2 separate regions of the Xenopus tropicalis genome follow, and region 1 is linked to region 2. The links are chromatin contacts, called in public Hi-C maps. All regions are on one chromosome and are shown on one strand. Each heading gives the region's core, a stretch centred on a gene start, on an enhancer-like site or on the middle of the called end of the contact. The rest is flanking DNA. Distances are from core to core; before and after follow the strand shown. Region 1 holds the start of kif26b (kinesin-like protein KIF26B). Region 2 holds the start of smyd3 (histone-lysine N-methyltransferase SMYD3).

Region 1 (4,158 bases), core at 781-3,280, 490 kb before region 2:
CAGCTAGAAAAGCTATTAGTTTGGTTGTTAAACCTGCTGACTAGAACCTTCTGTGTACTGCCACATTTACAATTAAAGTATTGTTCAGTCATGTTGCTCACTAATCAAAAACAGGGAGTGAATTTACAAGCATAAATAACCTATTTGTGCTAAAGTCTACCTTCTCACTTCCAGACATGTGATATTCAGTATTACAATGTATTTGTTCCCTAATTTTATTTCCCCTTTAAGCCATAAAAGCCTGCCTGCTACTCTAAGACGTTCATCACTATGTGAAATTGTTATTGCGTAACAAAACCTTTGTTTCAGTAACTAAACATGCTTCTTGAGTATTGTTGGGCATGTAATAAAATTCCACAACACGGCAGTCTGAATTGTGTAACAGCACACGGAGATAAACACATCTATAGCAACAAGGTATTTAAAGTGTAGCTTTGTTGTGCAGGCAACGGCATAAATGCAACATACCCCAACAGTCAGGTGTAAAAAAAATTAGTCTAGAAAATGAAAAGTAAGATGTATATGTGTGCAGACTTGTGTGCTCCTTGTGCTTATTGTCTCATATAAATGTGCCATGTAATAGTTAATGGAACAATGGGCTGTTTGCAGGCTGAACAATTCATAGCTCCAGAGCTGTGTTTAGTAATGGTGGGGTCGGAGCCCAGAGTATCTGGGAGTTGTACAGCAGCAACTGATGATGGCCCATAGATTGGGGATCAATACAAACTGTTATTGTATTTGTCCCTGTTGTGCTGCTGTCACCATGCTGCTCTTTACCTTAACTCTAGGGTTGCCACCTGTTTGGTGAAGAACAATCTCTGTTGTCTTTCCTTCCTGTTTATAACATTGGAAACATACAGGGAACATATATTATTTTTACTGGCCAGGACAGGAAAATAGAGGCCAGGTGGCAAACCTTCTACTATTCCACAGCAGCAGACCCTTCCAATATGCTATTTTTCCAGTGTGTTTTTGCTAATGCTACACAATGGCTGTCACTTCTCACATGGCATTGATTTTACTCAGAAAATGTTTTAGTTTGAATTTTTGGCTGTAATCCACCCCCTTCTGGGTGTTGACATGCGGCATTAAAGAGAATGGCAGCCTACACTTGCATTTCAGCCTGGCATTGGCATTTTCTCCACTGCCTTTTGCTCTGCTGGTGGAAAAACATGTGAGCTCTGCTAATCATCCTTTTGCACCATTTTTCTATCTCCTGCTGTTCTGCTGGGCCCTTTTACATGTACAGTACAAGACAGTCACCCCCTCTCCTTTTAGAAACACCTGCTGTACAGCTGAAATTCACTCCTGTGCACCCATATATATTCATAAAATAAAGATGCAAGGGATGAATTTTTGACAGATCAGTATGACATTTATTATGTTTAGTATCCATGTCTTATTATGTACTTCTTCTATACAATGCACTTAGCTGAAATACCAAGCAGTGGTGTAAATACCATGTGGGCACCATGACACCCCCCCAATAGGGGCCTTCCAGGGGGCCATAACCACATTAGCCACACTGCTGGGTGCAAATTGTTCCCTGAAGCCTGAATGACACTCCTTATGTTACTGATACCATGTTTGGGTGCCACATTAGAAAGGGTTCATGTCAAATAAAGATGGAACCCTGTAGGAAATACAAATTCCTTGAGACCTAGCATTTAGTCATTTGAAACCACATTAAATGGAAAACATCAATGGGGGTGGCCTGAAAAGAAATATAAGCAATACAAATAATAATAAAATGAAACCCTTATATTCATGCTATTATTTGGCGTTTTAGGGGTAAGTGGCCATATTTAGATAGTAGTTCCAAGTTGTAGGTCAGGAAGCAGAATAAGAAGGTTAATAATTTGCAAGCCATAAAAAACACCAATCAGTTCCATCTACAAAAGTGAATTTAACGGTGAACATCCCCTTTCGTTGCATTTTTTTTGCATGGATATGCAGGTAAATTACCGAATGGCAACGTTTCGCTTTGGGAATAAGAAGCAGCCACTGTGGCACTACGTGTGGCACAGCCACCAGAGAGGAGCCCAACAGAAGTGATCTCAGCGCTGCTGCTGCGGCGGAGTCGGAGTCTGACGCTGGCCGAGCATTTCTCGCTTGAGAGAAACAGACAGTCCCTGCTTGAGACAAGAAGCAGTCAGGGGATTAGACATTCACTGCGGGGCACAGGAAGGCATGAAGTGTGAGGGCTGCAGTCTGGATCTTGTTACAGAAAACAACGTGCTGCCAGTGAGTGTCGGGCAAGGTGTGTGCGGTACTAGAGCAAATAAACACAGCTCCCAGCCTACCTCTATACAACAGGCAGCATGAGGGCTGGAGGAGGCTGCTGCTGCCTCTTAACCCTTTCTAGCAATTCGTTCCCTGCTAAGAAGGGGTAGGAACGGACAAGCAACAAGGATATTATTCTGTGCGAGCTCTAGGTGCATTTTAATAGGAAGCAGCCGATTCATACCAGACCTGAGGAGGAAAAGCAAAAGCTTTAGCAGCCAGACCAGGCTCCTCCCACCCACAGGATCCTCTCAAGCATTTCCATGCTGCTTCTGAGGCAGAGAGGCTGCAGCCAGAGCCATGGATTGCCTTTAACTCTACACATTATGCGGACAAGAAGACCGACTGGTTTTTCATTGAAATAGGGGAGCTTTAGGATTTTCCATTTCAGACTACCTTGGATGTACTGTTGTTTTAATGAGCCTTTCTATTACCCTCTGAACCCTGGAGGATATTGCTTGAAGTGAAATATGTTACCCCAGTGGATGTGAAGCCCAAAGCGTGCAGTACCAGCAGCAGCAGGGAAATAAGGAGAAGGTGAAAATGATTTGAGGAAAGGTTTCTGCCAACTGGGCTCATTGCTAGGTCTTCACAGGGGGAACTGGGTTGGTCTGGAAGCACAAAGCCGCCACTTGGCATTCCTACACACTCCTAGTCCAATCTTGGATACAAAGTAACCCACCTACAAGTTGCCTTCAGCACCTCTCACCATGAGCTCAGTGACTGGGAATAAAGACAGGATGGCAGTTACCTCTAGAAGCAGGAAATATGGGGTAAGCCGCCAATTCATTAACCAACATGTATATGTCTAAATACAGAAGCACATTTTCCATAAGCGATATCTTCCTGGCCATGTCGTATCTCCTTCAGTACACAGCACAACTACCCACTCATTATTATCCTATTATTTCTACCTATGCATTCCAGTGGTGCATGCAGTGTTTCCATTCAACAGACATTTCAGTCTCTCACCATTGTAGGGGTAGGAAAGCAGAATTATAGGGAATACACTTGCAATTAAAACATGCAAAGCAAAGGCATGTATATAATGTAGTACATGGAATTCTTTCATGGTGATTCTGTTTTACTGGCTAACATGCACACAATGTGTATAATGCATATACTGTACGTTGACATATTCCTACGCACATGGAGACACTGACAAGGGAAGGTATCAGTCCAAAATACAACAGTAGCATAAGTCTCCCCCAGAGGCGGCAGTATCCCTCAGCTTCTGGCACACATACAGTGCCATTATAGAGATATCAGGCATTCACCATACCTACTGTCATTCTTGCACTCCTCCTGCAGTTTGGCCATGTCGCATGAGCCAGTACAAGCATTGTGCCACAGCACACTATGGGGATCTGTACAGAAGTATGGTTCACTATGTATGCAGTGGTGAGCCTTTATATTACACAGCTCAACCACAGGTCCTACACAGTCACATGTAAACCATATCACAAAGACATAGATCACAAATACACAAGTATATCTGGTAGACATAGTGTGTGGAACAAACATCTGAATCATCTAGTTTTCTTACCTGTCTTGCCATAATGTAATGAAGTAATAACAATCATAAATAAAAAATATGCAAATATTTCCATGAACTTTGTATTTGTTTTTTCTAAGGGTGTTTTGTTAAGGTTTACTAAGATTACCATTCTATTTGTGCCTCATAAAAGGGAAGCAAATATAATGTTGAGAGTGAATGAAGAAATATATACGCTCCTGAGAGATTTTGCACAGTGCTGCTCTGCTAGCTGATCTGGTAGAAAATGTTTGGGTATCCTTGCTATTTTCTAACACTCATTTGCTGCCACACAGGCACATTTGCTAGAGATCAGTTCATACCCAGTCTTCTGAGAATTG
Region 2 (4,230 bases), core at 683-3,182:
CCAATCTCTGCGCTCTGAAATATTGCTGTAGCCTGTAGTCTCTATGCAATAATAGTAGACCCCAGATCAATGTATACTGAATGTGCTGATAGTAATAGCAGAGCCCCCACCGCTCTATGCAATAATAATAACAACAGACCCCAGACCTGTGGCTCCCCACTGCATGTGCTAATAGTAATAGCAGACCCCAGACCAGACCCCCTCTCTATGTACTGAAAGGAATAGCAGAGCCAAGACCTATGTCCCCACCCCCCACTCTATGCAATAATAGTCGACCCCAGACCCACTCATAGTAATAGTAGACCCCATATTTGTCGTCCCCTGCAGTGTATGCTGAATGTGTTGAAAGTAATAGCAAACCTCAGACCTGTGGCCCTCCTGCTCTATGTACTGATTGGATTAGCAGATCCTAGACGTATGGCCCCACAACGTATGCAATAGTAATAACAGACCCCAGACCTGTAGCTCCCCACTGAATGTGCTAATAGTTATAGCAGACCTCATACCTGTGGCCCCCCAATGTATGTAGTAATAATAATAAGAGCAGGCCCCAGACCTGTGACCTCCTCACTAAATAGTTGACCCCAGGCCTGTGGACCTCTAAAGTTTGTAATAATAGTAATAGCAGACCCCAGATCTGTGACCTCCCCCCCGCTTTATGCAATTATAGTAACAGCAGACCCCAGACCTGTGCTCTATGTAATAATAGTAGACCCCAGACCCCTGTGCCCCCCTCCCTAATGCATAATTGTAATGTACTGATTATGATAGCAGACCCCAGACCTGTGGCCCTCCGCTCTATGCAATAATAGTAATAGTCGATCCCAGAACTGTGGCACTGAATGAGCTAATAGTAGACCTGTGGCCCCCACTCTATGTACTATTGTGATTATTAGACCCCAGACCTGTTGCCCCCCCGCTTTATATACTGATAGGATTTGAAGAGCCCAGACCTGAGACACCCCCACGCTCTATGCAATCATAGTAACTGTTGACCAACAGCCTGTGGCCCCCTAACGTATGTAATAATAGTAACAGCAAACCCCAGACCTGAGGACCACCACTGAATGCGCTAACAGTAACAGCAGAACCCGAGTCCCGTGGCCCCCCGCTCTATGCAATAATAGTAATAGTAGACCCCAGATCTGTTGCTCCCCCAATGTATGCTAAATGTGCGGCCTGTAATAGCAGACCCCAGACCTGTGACCCCCTGCTCTATGTTGGATTAGCAGACCCCAGACCTGTGGCCCCCAATGTATGTAATAATAGTAATAGACCCCAGACCTGTGACCCCACCCTCCGCTCTATGCAATATTAGTAACAGCAGATCCCAGACCTGTGGCCCCGCCACTCTATTTACTGATAGGATTAGCAGACACCCAACCTGTGACTCTGGCTCTATGCAATAATAGTAACAGCAGACCCCAAACCCCTGGCCCCCACTGAATGTGCTAATAGTAACAGCAGATCCCAGACCTGTGGCCCCGCCACTCTATTTACTGATAGGATTAGCAGACCCCCAACCTGTGACCCCGGCTCTGTGCAATAATAACAGACCCCAAACCCGTGGCTCCCCAATATGTACTAATAGTAATAGCAAACCCCACACATGTGGCTCCCGCAGAATGTACTGATTGTAATTGCAATAACAGTAGCAGCAGACCCCAGACCTGCAGCCCCCTGCTCTGTGTACTGATAGGATTAGACTTCTTCAGCACTGCCGAATTCCTACAGTTACTTACAAGTAAAATACAGATGCTTCTCCGCGTTTCGAAGATTCTCATTGGCTGTGCTTGCTCACATGGCTAGGGAAAGGGGCTGGATTTCCCCATTGGCTGTGCTTGCTCACATGGCTAGGGAAAAAGGGGGCTGGATTTCTGCAGCAGCTGGTCTGGAACGGGGAAGTGTGGCCAGTGCTGGGCTGAGCTTTGCTGTGTGCTGTAGTCCCTGCAGGAATGAAGGGATGTACTGCTAGAGATAAGCAGTCTTTCATTATCTACTTTGTGTGCACTTTAACCCTTTACTCTTCAAACTCTGCCTTATATATTATCCCCCACTTACAATTTGGTGTATTTACATACACATGGTGGGGATCTGGCTGAGCCATAAAATATAGTTAAAGCAAAAGAAAAATGCAAGTGAAAAGCATATCTTGTAAATGAAGGAAAATCACATAACAAAAATACTGGAAGAAGAGAAAACAAAGGGGTAAGGAAAGGAAATAAAAGCAAAGACCTTGGGAAGAAAGGTATATAAGGTATATACTGTGGGAAATGATGTATAATCTGTTTATATAGTGCCAATATATTTAGCAGCTGTTATACAAAGTATAACAAAAATATGACTGTGGCCCTTTTCTCTAAGTCTTTTGTGTACCTAACAAACACTTTTTGGCTAGAAAGTGCTTAAAACACTAGTGCACTTGGTACATGTGATGCTGCCATTCCAACCATGGAAAAGGGGGGGGTTGTAATATGGGTGTGGTCAAAACATTTTGACACTCTCAGTGCGGCATATTCTTTTGTCCCGCTTTTAAATTTATTTATTTTTAAAGGTTTTTATTTTGTTAACAATACATTGAGTTATATAGTGTTATGACCACAGAGATAGTACATGACATTGAGAGAGTTAAATAGATTACCAATCGATGCAATATGGGCAGGCTTGGACAAGGCTTTGCAGCTGTTAGGGAGCCTATTTGATTCCTGTGTTTGGGATTATATAGTAGGGTTTGACTCAGGCTGAGCCTCTATCCAGGGTTCACGTACATTATCCTCTTTTTAATTTTGTTGGGAGGTATGTAGTAATAGTAGACCCCAGATCTGTATGCTGAATGTGCTGAAAGTAATAGTAGACCCCAGACTTGTGGCCACGCTGTATGCACTGCTCAAATAAAATAAATACCCATCACAGTACCACACAAGTGGTACCCCAAATAACAGACCTCAAATCAGCGAGGGACCACAAAGTGAAGGAGATGCGATGAGCAAAGGATTGCTGCAGCACTGAATCAAGCGATCTCTTCTAACCAGGAGGTGAAGGAGATGCAAATAAAGAATACCGCAGAATCGAATAGACCGATTCCTCTGAGCACCAGGAATAAAATGAGGAAGACCGGTAGCAAATAAAAGAATGTAGGAAAACCGAACAGAACCACCAAAGTGGAAGATGCCACTGGCAAGCAACTTGCAATTGCTATGTCACTACTGGAAGTGACGTCACAGCAGTGGGGCATTTCAAAACTAAGGGGCACATTTACTAACCCACGAATCCGAAAAATTCCGATTGGAAAACAAACATTTTGCGACTTTTTCGTATTTTTTGCGATTTTTTTCGGCGCCTTTACAACTTTTCGTTACTTTTTCATTACCAATACGATTTGCGCAAAAAAACGCGAGTTTTTCGTAGCCATTACGATGCGCTATCTTGTCGCGACTTTTTCGTATTGAGCACTCGTCAGCGGCAGGCGAAACTTTCAGACTTTGCATGATTTTGGAAGCCTCCCATAAGACTCAATGGCACCCTGCAGCTCCAACCTGGCCCAAGAAAAGTCACCATACTGAAGCTTGAATGAATCCGAATCTTTCGTACTCGGCGCGAAGGCTACGAAAAAGTCGCGACTTTTCGCGCAAGTAGTAATGCTACAAAAAAATCGCCAGATTTTGCGCAACATTCGGAATGGCAACGAAAAAGTCGCGACAATTTTCCGAAAAATCGCCAAATACCGATCATTACGAAAAAAACGCAATCGGACACATTCGGCCCGTTCGTGAGTAAGTAAATGTGCCCCTAAGACGAGGAAGTGCCTGACTGCAGTTCGCATGCAGGGAAGGTGTTGCAGGATGGCTGGGACCCTGTATACTCTACGGAAAAGTGGCAGGTTTTTTTTTTTTTCTTCTTTTTCCTTACTAGGAAGCAGGATACAGCAGTGTACCTCTACCTTATGTTTAAAGATTGGGGTTGCCTTATCTAAAAGGCGTTACTCCTTATAGAACCTTACCCAATAAGATTATATAAGGTAATAAATATTCTTGCATGATCTTGTGGTAACTCTTTATACAGGTTATGAGCGATTTTGGCTGTGTTACTATTAAAACTGTATAGTTTAGTTTTGATCAATATCCAGTTAGACATGCCTAAATGCATAGGCTAGTATCCCTACCAGAACTGGTAGTGCATGTGACAATCAGTGTGTGAGTGGGAGACTAAATGTGAGTGTGACTCCCCAGT

What was found. A called contact is a pair of places that touch in the nucleus more often than the background predicts.
Region 1: a contact with region 2 is called in a Hi-C map of neurula embryo, with 2.9 times the contacts expected there. The contact joins the promoter of kif26b here to the promoter of smyd3 in region 2. A contact is called at or near these places in 5 of 5 Hi-C or Micro-C datasets (brain, gastrula embryo, liver and 2 more).

What each region holds. Positions count from the first base shown.
Region 1 is chr5:51,973,762-51,977,919 of UCB_Xtro_10.0, reverse strand. It overlaps kif26b (kinesin-like protein KIF26B), which reads left to right and starts at 2,030. Exons shown (of 15, transcript XM_002931509.5): 1 at 2,030-3,056. The coding sequence starts at 2,994.
Region 2 is chr5:51,484,572-51,488,801 of UCB_Xtro_10.0, reverse strand. It overlaps smyd3 (histone-lysine N-methyltransferase SMYD3), which reads right to left and starts at 1,932. Exons shown (of 13, transcript XM_031902501.1): 1 at 1,743-1,932. The coding sequence starts at 1,784.